Linked DNA regions of Pan troglodytes: region 2 is linked to region 1. Evidence: chromatin contacts called from public Hi-C data. All regions are on one chromosome and are shown on one strand. The core of a region is the stretch at or near the end of the contact, and the rest is flanking DNA. Distances in the headings are between cores, read along the strand shown. Region 1 has its middle 180 kb from the start of MAP1B. Region 2 has its middle 65 kb from the start of CARTPT.

Evidence for each region. Hi-C and Micro-C count contacts between places; a contact is called where the count stands out from the background.
Region 2: a contact with region 1 is called in a Hi-C map of stem cell-derived neural progenitor cells, with 2.8 times the contacts expected there. The contact joins two enhancer-like sites. A contact is called at or near these places in 2 of 7 Hi-C or Micro-C datasets (induced pluripotent stem cells and stem cell-derived neural progenitor cells) and 1 of 1 other capture datasets (stem cell-derived neural stem cells).

The regions. Positions count from the first base shown.
Region 1 is chr4:44,125,757-44,130,001 of NHGRI_mPanTro3-v2.0_pri, reverse strand. No RefSeq gene overlaps it. Among named protein-coding and RNA genes, the nearest start is that of MAP1B, 180 kb to the right of the region's middle. Within about 2 kb of position 2,306, at least 5 of the 24 cell types and tissues checked have an H3K27ac peak or open chromatin away from gene starts, as enhancers often do. A contact at or near this core is called in stem cell-derived neural progenitor cells, where this site is marked.
Region 2 is chr4:44,261,797-44,266,041 of NHGRI_mPanTro3-v2.0_pri, reverse strand. No RefSeq gene overlaps it. Among named protein-coding and RNA genes, the nearest start is that of CARTPT, 65 kb to the left of the region's middle. Within about 2 kb of position 2,016, at least 10 of the 24 cell types and tissues checked have an H3K27ac peak or open chromatin away from gene starts, as enhancers often do. A contact at or near this core is called in stem cell-derived neural progenitor cells, where this site is marked.

The DNA.
Region 1 (4,245 bases), core at 1,057-3,556:
GTTCCAAGAAGGCCTCTAAGATTTCCAGTTTATCTATTATTCCTTGTGTAAGAGCAGACACTTAACATAAATCCTGCCCTTAGGTCAAAGCAACCTTGATGTCATTGTACCTCAATTGCCCTACATATCCCTTCCAAATCACATGTACCAGTTTCCTATGGTATATAACCCCTGAATCTGGATAAGGGCAGGGATCCACCACCTTGTCTTGCTGCCACCTAAGACATAGACATAACTTCTGTTCATAAGTCATGATTAAATGTTTCTTTCTAAGAAACTGGATTTATCAGTCTCCTTCTTTTGTCTGTCAGCTTCCATGGACTTTGGGGGCAGGTTTGCATAGGCCTGCCCACCATGGAACAGAGGTGAAAGATCTCTAAAAGGAAAACTACAAAACACTGATAAAATAAATTGAAGAGGGCACAAACATCCCATGCTCATGGATCAAAAGAATTAATATCATTAGGAAGACCATACTGCCCAAAGATATCTATAGATTCAATCCAAGCCCTATCAAAATGCCAATGTCATTTTTTTCATAGAAATAGAGAAAAAAATTAAATTTGTATGGAACTGAAAAAGAACCTGAATAGTCAAAGCAATCCTGAACAAAAAGGACAAAGCTGGAGGCATCACACTACCTGACTTCAAAATATATTGCAAGACTATAGTAACCAAAACAGCATGGTATTGATATAAGAACAGGCACATAGACCAATGGAAGAGAATAGAAAATCCAGAAATAAATCCACGTATTTCTAGACAACTGATTTTCAACAATGGTGCCAAGAACATACATTGAGGAGAGGACATGGGAAGCTAGATATCAATATACGGAAGAATGAAACTAGACTCCTATCTCTCACCATATATAAAAATCAACTCAAGATGGATTAAAGACTTAAACATAAGACTGAAACTATAAAATTAATAGAAGAAAACATAGGGAAAACACTTTATGGCATTGGTCTAGGCAAAGATTTTATCGCTAAGACCTCAAAAGCACAGGGAGCAAAAACAAAAATAGAAAAAATGGGATTATATTAAATTAAAAAAGTGTCTACACAGCAAGGAAACAATCAACAGAGTGAAGAGACAATCTACTGAATTGGAGAAAATATTTTCAAACTCTTCATCAGACAAGGAACTAATACCCAGGTTATGTCAGAAACTCAAACAACTAAGTGATGTTAGGCATATATATATCATCAGGGAAATGCAAATCAAATGTGATATCTACCACAATGAGATATCATCTCATCCCAGTTAGAATGGCTATTATTAAAAAGACAAAAAAAAAAAAAAACAAGTGCTAGTAAGATGATGCAGAGAAGAGAAAATTTTTATACATGATTGATGGGAATGTAAATTAGTACAGCCACTATGGAAAACAGTATGAAGATCCTCAAAAAGTAAAAACAGAGTCACCATATGACCCAGTAATCCCACTACTGGATATTTATCTGTAGGAAAATAAATCAGTATATCAAAGAGATACCCATACTCACATGTTTATTGCAGCACTATTCATAATAACAAATATATGGAATTAACCTAAATGTCAATCAATGGACAAATGAATAAAAAAATGTGTTATATGTACAAGGTGGAATATTATTAAGCCATTGAAAAGGAATGGAACTATGTCATTTTGAGCAACATGGATGGAACTGGAGTTCATTATGTTAAGTGAAATAAGATAGACACAGAAAAATAAATTTTGTATGTTCTCTCTCATATGTGAAAGCTAAAAAATTTGATCTCATGGAGATAGAGAGTAGAATGATAAATACCAGAGGCTGGAATGGGGTGTGGGTGGGAGGGGAGGATGATGAGAGGTTGTTTAATGGATACAAACATACAGTTAGATAGAAGGTATATGTTTATATGTTTGACAGCAGAGTGGGGTGACTGTAGTTAGCAACAATGTATTGTATATTTCAAAGTAGCTAGAAGAGAGAACTTGAAATATCCCCAACATACAGAAATGATAAATACTCAAGGTAACAGATACCCCAAATACCCTGACTTGATCATTACACTTTCTATGCATGTAACAAAATATCATATGTACCTCCATAAATATGTAAAATATTATGTATTAATACAAAAATGGCTGGCTGTTAATGAATATAACTAGCTTACCAGAGCCCTCTAGCTGCCCTCTTTCTGCAATAGTGATGACTAGGAAGTTGCTAAGCTTTTTCACCCTTGTATAGCACCTTGATATTTCCTGTATGAGTCACACCATTACTATCCCTCCAACAACAGAGGCTGAAAAAAATTACACTCCAGGCCTTGTTTCTCACACAATAGGGCTTGGCAGCATGCTCCACCCTCAGATTCTATTCCTAGGGCTTACCCTCCAAGGAGTCTGCAATGGACTGGATGTTTTTGTCTCCCCTTTTTCCTCCCAAATTCATATGATAAAAAGCTCATCCTAATGTGATGGTATTTGGAGAAGAGGCCTTCGGGAGGTCATTAGGTCATTAGGATGGAATCCTCATGAATGGGATTCAGGCCAGTATAAGAAGAGGCCAGAGAGCTAGCTATTTTTTGCTCTTCTATGTGAGATACAATGAAAAGTCAGATATCTACAAACCAGGAAGTAACCTCTCGCCAGACACTGGATCTGCTGGCTCCTTTATCTTGGACTTGCCAGGCTCCACAACTGTAAGAAATAAATGTTTGTTGATAAAATAAATGTTGTACCAGTCTATGATAATTTGTTATAGCAGCCTTAACTGACCAAAACAGTAAATATGTTACGTACATACAAGATGTGAACACAAACCAAAACTCCTTATTGAGTCCACTAAAGCTTTCCATGAGAGTTCTGAGAATAGTTCTGCCAAAACAAGTGTTGGAAGGAGTATGAAGGGGTTGCTGGAGCTTGGAGGTAGTGACCTACCAATTCAAATTAGATGTTATGTAGCTCATGGTAGATATGTAGGTAGATAGCTAGCGCCCTTGATTGCCAATGAGTAAGCAATGTTAGTTGAAAAACAGAACTAGAATTAAGGGTAGTTCTGTAGTTAAGGATACAGATTCCCAGGGTACTCCACTATAATCCACACTGTACTTGCAAAGATTAAAATATTATTCAAAAGAAACAAAATTGTATGAAGGAAATTCCAAAATCCCATAGCCTTCATATTCCAAAACCAGGTTTTTTTGAAAAGAATTCCAGGATACATTTCAAAACAGAGAAGTTTCTAATTTTCAGATCATTATTCATTCTGAAGTTATGACAAAGCAACAATTGATTTGAACAGGTAATGCATAATTAATTGAAGTCAATAAATTAGAATTCCCCCTAAGACAGAATCAGTCCTTCTTGTCCTGGATCTTTGGCTGTTTTCAGCAGTTTTGTACTGAGCTAAACTAGATGGGAAGTTTTCCTTAAGAATTTCCAAGGAATGGGAAGAATGGTGAATACTTGGGAGTACATCTTCCTTAGGGAAGGAGAGAAAGGAATGTAGGTTGCACAACCAATATGCAGTAGGTGCTTTATAGATACTATTTATTCACTTGATGTTCTCAAATATCAAAGTTAGTGTTATTATTTTCATTTCGCATATATAGTTAAGCAAGTTGAACACGATCAGTTGACTATTAAGTAGAAGACATAGTACTCAAATGTGACCTGCTGCGCTTCAAAACTCATCTTTTCACTGTCAGATGCCCTGGTATCTATCACAGAGCATGAGTTATCTTCCTACTAAATGCAGATGGTTTAAGAAGAGAATGCAATAATGACTATTATAAGGTCAGCAAGAAGTTCTAGTTCTACAACTGAGCCCTAGAACTTTCTCTCTAAATACTTCAACAGGAGTATTGTTTCTTCTAATGTTCAACTGCCTTCTGACCCAGGCTGAAGTATTCCTTTGTAATTAGCAGAGTTTCAATTCATAGTGATTCAGTAGTACAGAGAAATGGGTAGGCTTTGATTTTTCAATCCATTTCAGCCACCAAATCTCACTCTGCTCTCCTTTCTTTGGCCTCTAGTGAAGTTGTTGTTGAGCTTTAGTATACATAAAAAACAGCTGATGGAATTGTTTAAAAATGAATGTTTTGGCTTCTATCCTAGAAAGCCAAGAGGTTTGGGGTGAGGCCAAGAATCTGCATTTTTTACAAACATCTCAGGTGATCAGGGAAATCTGAGTTTGTAAGTGCCTTAATTTTCCTTATTACTCTCATTTTCCTTTTATGTTTTTGTTTTAATCTCACACCCTGTTGGGATTG
Region 2 (4,245 bases), core at 767-3,266, 140 kb before region 1:
ACTATCCTTTTACCCTGACTTACTTTTATCTGTAGCCTGTATCACTACCTACCATGTAACTTATCTATTTATCTGTTTATCATCTGCCTTCCCCTTCTTCCCCACCACACCATAAAATCCATTAGGACAAAATCATTGTCTTTTTCAACACTGTATCACCAGGACCACAAAGTGCCTGAATTATGGTCGGTGCTCAAAAGGGATTTGTTATCAACTGCGCTCTGTCATTTTACACATCAGATACTGAGGTCAGGCAAGGTATAAAGAGAGCAGGGGCAGGAGCAGTGGCTTCCCCTCTGACTGCTCCCACCATGCCAACCATTTCTATTTCTGAGCATGAGTAGAACTCACTACCCATACCCCGCCACCCCATACCTGACTGTGTACTGCCTTGTCCTGGTCTCGAATCACTACAAATCACGCTTGGCATGTTTGTATCGAAAGCAATGTTTGCTTTAGTGGGATCTGGCAAACCCAGGGTCCCCAAAGACCACTAAGCAGTCACCAGCACTGAGTTTTAGAAATGGCTGGCTTGTTTTATTACCAGTTAATAGCATTTGTATTTGTGCTTTTGCAAATAACCATGAGAAATCAGTCATCAGGCATGAGTGATATGAGAAAATTAAGGACAAGGTCCTAAAAAATGGGCTGGGGATGAGGACTACGGTTCAGTAACTGGATCAAGTGTGTGAAGACTCAGGGGAAAGAATTTACATGGGGTATATGCTGTTCAGGAAGGACTAAAATTCGGGGCCAGATGCTACTGCATCTCCTCCTCCCCCACCACACACACACATTCGAAGGGCTATGGAGGGCACCTTTTTTATTTAGGGAAAATTATCCCATTTCATTCATCCTACAAACATGAGGAGTGGCTGTGTTTTCAGCAGTGCCGATGAAAATCCCAAGTCCTGGGTCTCTGAGAGATACTTTCTTATGTGGTTAAGAAGAATCAGGATGCATAAACTTGAATCCTGCCTCTACCATTTATTTGCTCTAAGATCTTGGGCAAGTTATGTAAAGTTCTCTCTGTTTTCTATCTGTTAAATGGAAATAAAAATGATACCAGTTGTATGGGTTGTTGTTGAGATTAAATAAAGAACTGCTGGTAAAGTGCTTTTTACATTATCTGCCAAGCAGAAAGGGCTCAATGCATTTTAAATAAGTAAATATATATCCCTGAGTAAAGCAGGGAGGAACCAGCCCAACCAATGGCTTCCCTGTTTTCAAAACCACTCTGCTTGTCCTTCCAGAGGAATAAGACCAAATTCCTGGGGATTTTGGTTCACTCCTTGGTCAGCAACCCTGCAGATTTATTTTTTCTAGTCATTTCAGGCTCTGTGTCTAATGATGCCAAGTTACCTGGCTTTATGGTGAGTATGAAGCTGAACGCTAACTGCGGAAACTCCCCGGGCCAGGCAAAGCCTTGGAAAGTGAAAGTGGCTGTGAAGGCAAAGGTGCTACCTGGTCTTTCCCTAGGGAGAGCAAGACCCCAAACTGATCCTTATCATGAGATTCTGGGTACTGAGGTGAACTTGGGCTTGCAGCTTTGCAGTGAGTTTGGAGCCCACCTCTTTGAAGGCAGATTTCATGCATGCTTTCTTTGTGTAAAGTATTTTGAGAAAGTAGATGTATTTGAAGATGTTAATTTGGGCAGAGGACTATCCTCAGGTAATGCTGGGTGCACTTGTGGGAGTGGGGCCAAGCACCAGCTACTGCAGATAAATGTGCTGGCTCTGATCTCTGGTACCTCTGTTGAGTGACAAGCTCTTACAGAAACAAAGAAAGTGGCGGTATAGCAGGGACAGTCCCTTGTGGGGACTGTAAATGGCTGAGACTGCTACCATCTGCTCTTCTCGATTCAAATATTTAACAGGAGGTTGAAAACACAGAAGTTCCCATGAAATTACGTTTTTTTCCCCCGAACTTAATTTCTGTCAAGGAGAGGGAGGGGTCCCTTGTGTTAAACGTCTGCTTTTCAGTTTTCGAGACTGCCAGGAGATGGCGCCAGGGCTTGGTTCTTAATGGGTTCCTTAGCGCACCAAAGAAAAGACATGCTCGGCGTGGGGATGGAGGCCTCCGTCTCGGCGTTTCCATGTAACTCGTTTCTCAGGAAATCTGAACAGAAACCCTGGCCTTGGCATTCCTTGGGTTAAATGGGCTTCTTTTTTCATCTGGCCGGGAATTGAGTTTCTGGTCATGGCGCGCTACATTTTCAGTCATCGATTCTCCTCAGAGGGTCGCACGACTGATGTTGTCTCTGGACATATGCTAATAAGAAACCAGAGAGAGCTCGGAGAGGGATTTTGAATGCATTAGAACTTTCCAGCGTGTTGCATAAAAAATAGAAAGTAGAGGTCATGTTATTTGGGAAATAGTAGACGTGTTGTATCATACCGTTTTTTTTCCTTCTTTTCAGACCCTTTTCACTGATCTGTTGCTCTTAGCCCAGAAAACGGTATAGCTGATGCCAGAAATTACAGCACGTTCTGCTAGGAAGTGTTTACACTTCAGGGCTGAACTCCTAGCACGATTAATAAACATCACCACCACAACATAAGAACGACTGAGCATGTGGTACCTATCCGCTCATTTAACCCTTACAGTAATCTGGGATATGTCCTTTATGATGTACTTTTTTCAGGCTAGAAAACTGAAGCTTAGGTTCAATAATTTGCCTAAAGTCATTCGACGTGTGATCAGAAGAGTAGGGATTGAAACTCAGACCATCTGACTCCAGGCCCATGAGGTTTTCCCCGGCACCCTACTAGAACAGCAATTTTGGGGGTAACGGGGCACCCCGGAGGCAGTGCTCAGTGGTTCCAGGTAGCTTGGTGTGCAGAGAGGCACCCAGGTATAGAGATGTGGTAGTCGTTTAGTGTTCACTGGGGACTCAGCGCTGTGTCATGTCCTGTGGCTTCTCTCAACACCGTGTGCAGAATCCAAACTTCCCCAGGCCTGCAAGCTCTGAGCTCTGTTCCCCTGGCCTATCCTGCTTGGTCACCCTCCAGGCATCTTTCTCCTTCCAGAACTTGCCAAGCCCATTTCTGCCTCAGGCTCTTTGCACCTGAGCTCTCTTCCCTCAACTCCTCACTGGCTGGCTCTTTTTCCTCAGGACTCAGCACAGACAGCCCTTTCTCACCCCATGATGTAAGGAGGCTCCCTCTGCCTCAAGGCCTCCTGACTCCTCACTCTGTTTTATTCCTTTATCGCACTTGTAATGATCTCTAAGTATCTTGTTTGCCTGGGTATCATCTGTTTTTCTCTCATTGGAATGTAAACTCCATGAGGAGGGGATTGGACAGTCTGGTTCGTTGCTGTATTCCTGGAACCTAGAACATGCCAGAAACAAAGGAGGTGCTTAATAAACATTTATTGAATAAGTATGATGGGGGAATGTGATAAAAGCAGCAGGAGTTGTGGTCCCACCTGTCGGGAGGCTCACAGGACAACGAGAGAGCCCAGGTTGGCATGAGACGACTGAAGATCAATCATGGCAAGGGTGGTAGTGGCCCAGAATAGTGGTTACAAAAACAGATTCTGGAGCTTACCCACCTTGGGAGGCTGAGGCAGAAAGATGGTTTAAGCCCAGGAGTTTGAGAACAACCTGGGCAACAAAGTGAGACCCTGTCTCTACAAAAAATAAAAAGAATTATCCTGGTATGGTGGTGTGACCCTGTAGTCCTAGCTACCTGGGAGGCTGAGGTGGGAGGATTGATTGAGCCCAGGAGGTCGAGGTTGCTGTGAGTTGTGATTGTACCACTGTACTCAAGCCTAGGTAACAGAGTAAGATCTTGTCTCTAAAATAAAATAAAATAAAAATAAATAAATCCTGACTCCAGTACTCACTGGCTGTGTGATCTTGGCCAAGTTATTTAGCTCTTTCATGCCTCACTTTTCTCATCAGTAAGTTGAAGATAATAATATTAGTAATATTAATACCCACTCATGGAATTGTTTAAGGATTAAATGAGATATATATGAGTGCTTGGAATGGTGACTGGCACATAGTGCTCTATAAATATTTTTTAAGTAAATAAAGGTATAATTAAGCAGAAACCTATGGCCTTAGAAATTCAGAAAAATGAAAATGCCAGTGTTGGGGAAAGCCCTGTTTCTTGGAGGTGGTTGGATTTGGATTGAGGAAGACAGGGAGTCTGAGGGGATATTTGCACTTGCTCTGGTCCCTCATTTCTATGTAGATATCTATTCAAGAAAGATTTGTTTATTGATTTATTTTTGTTC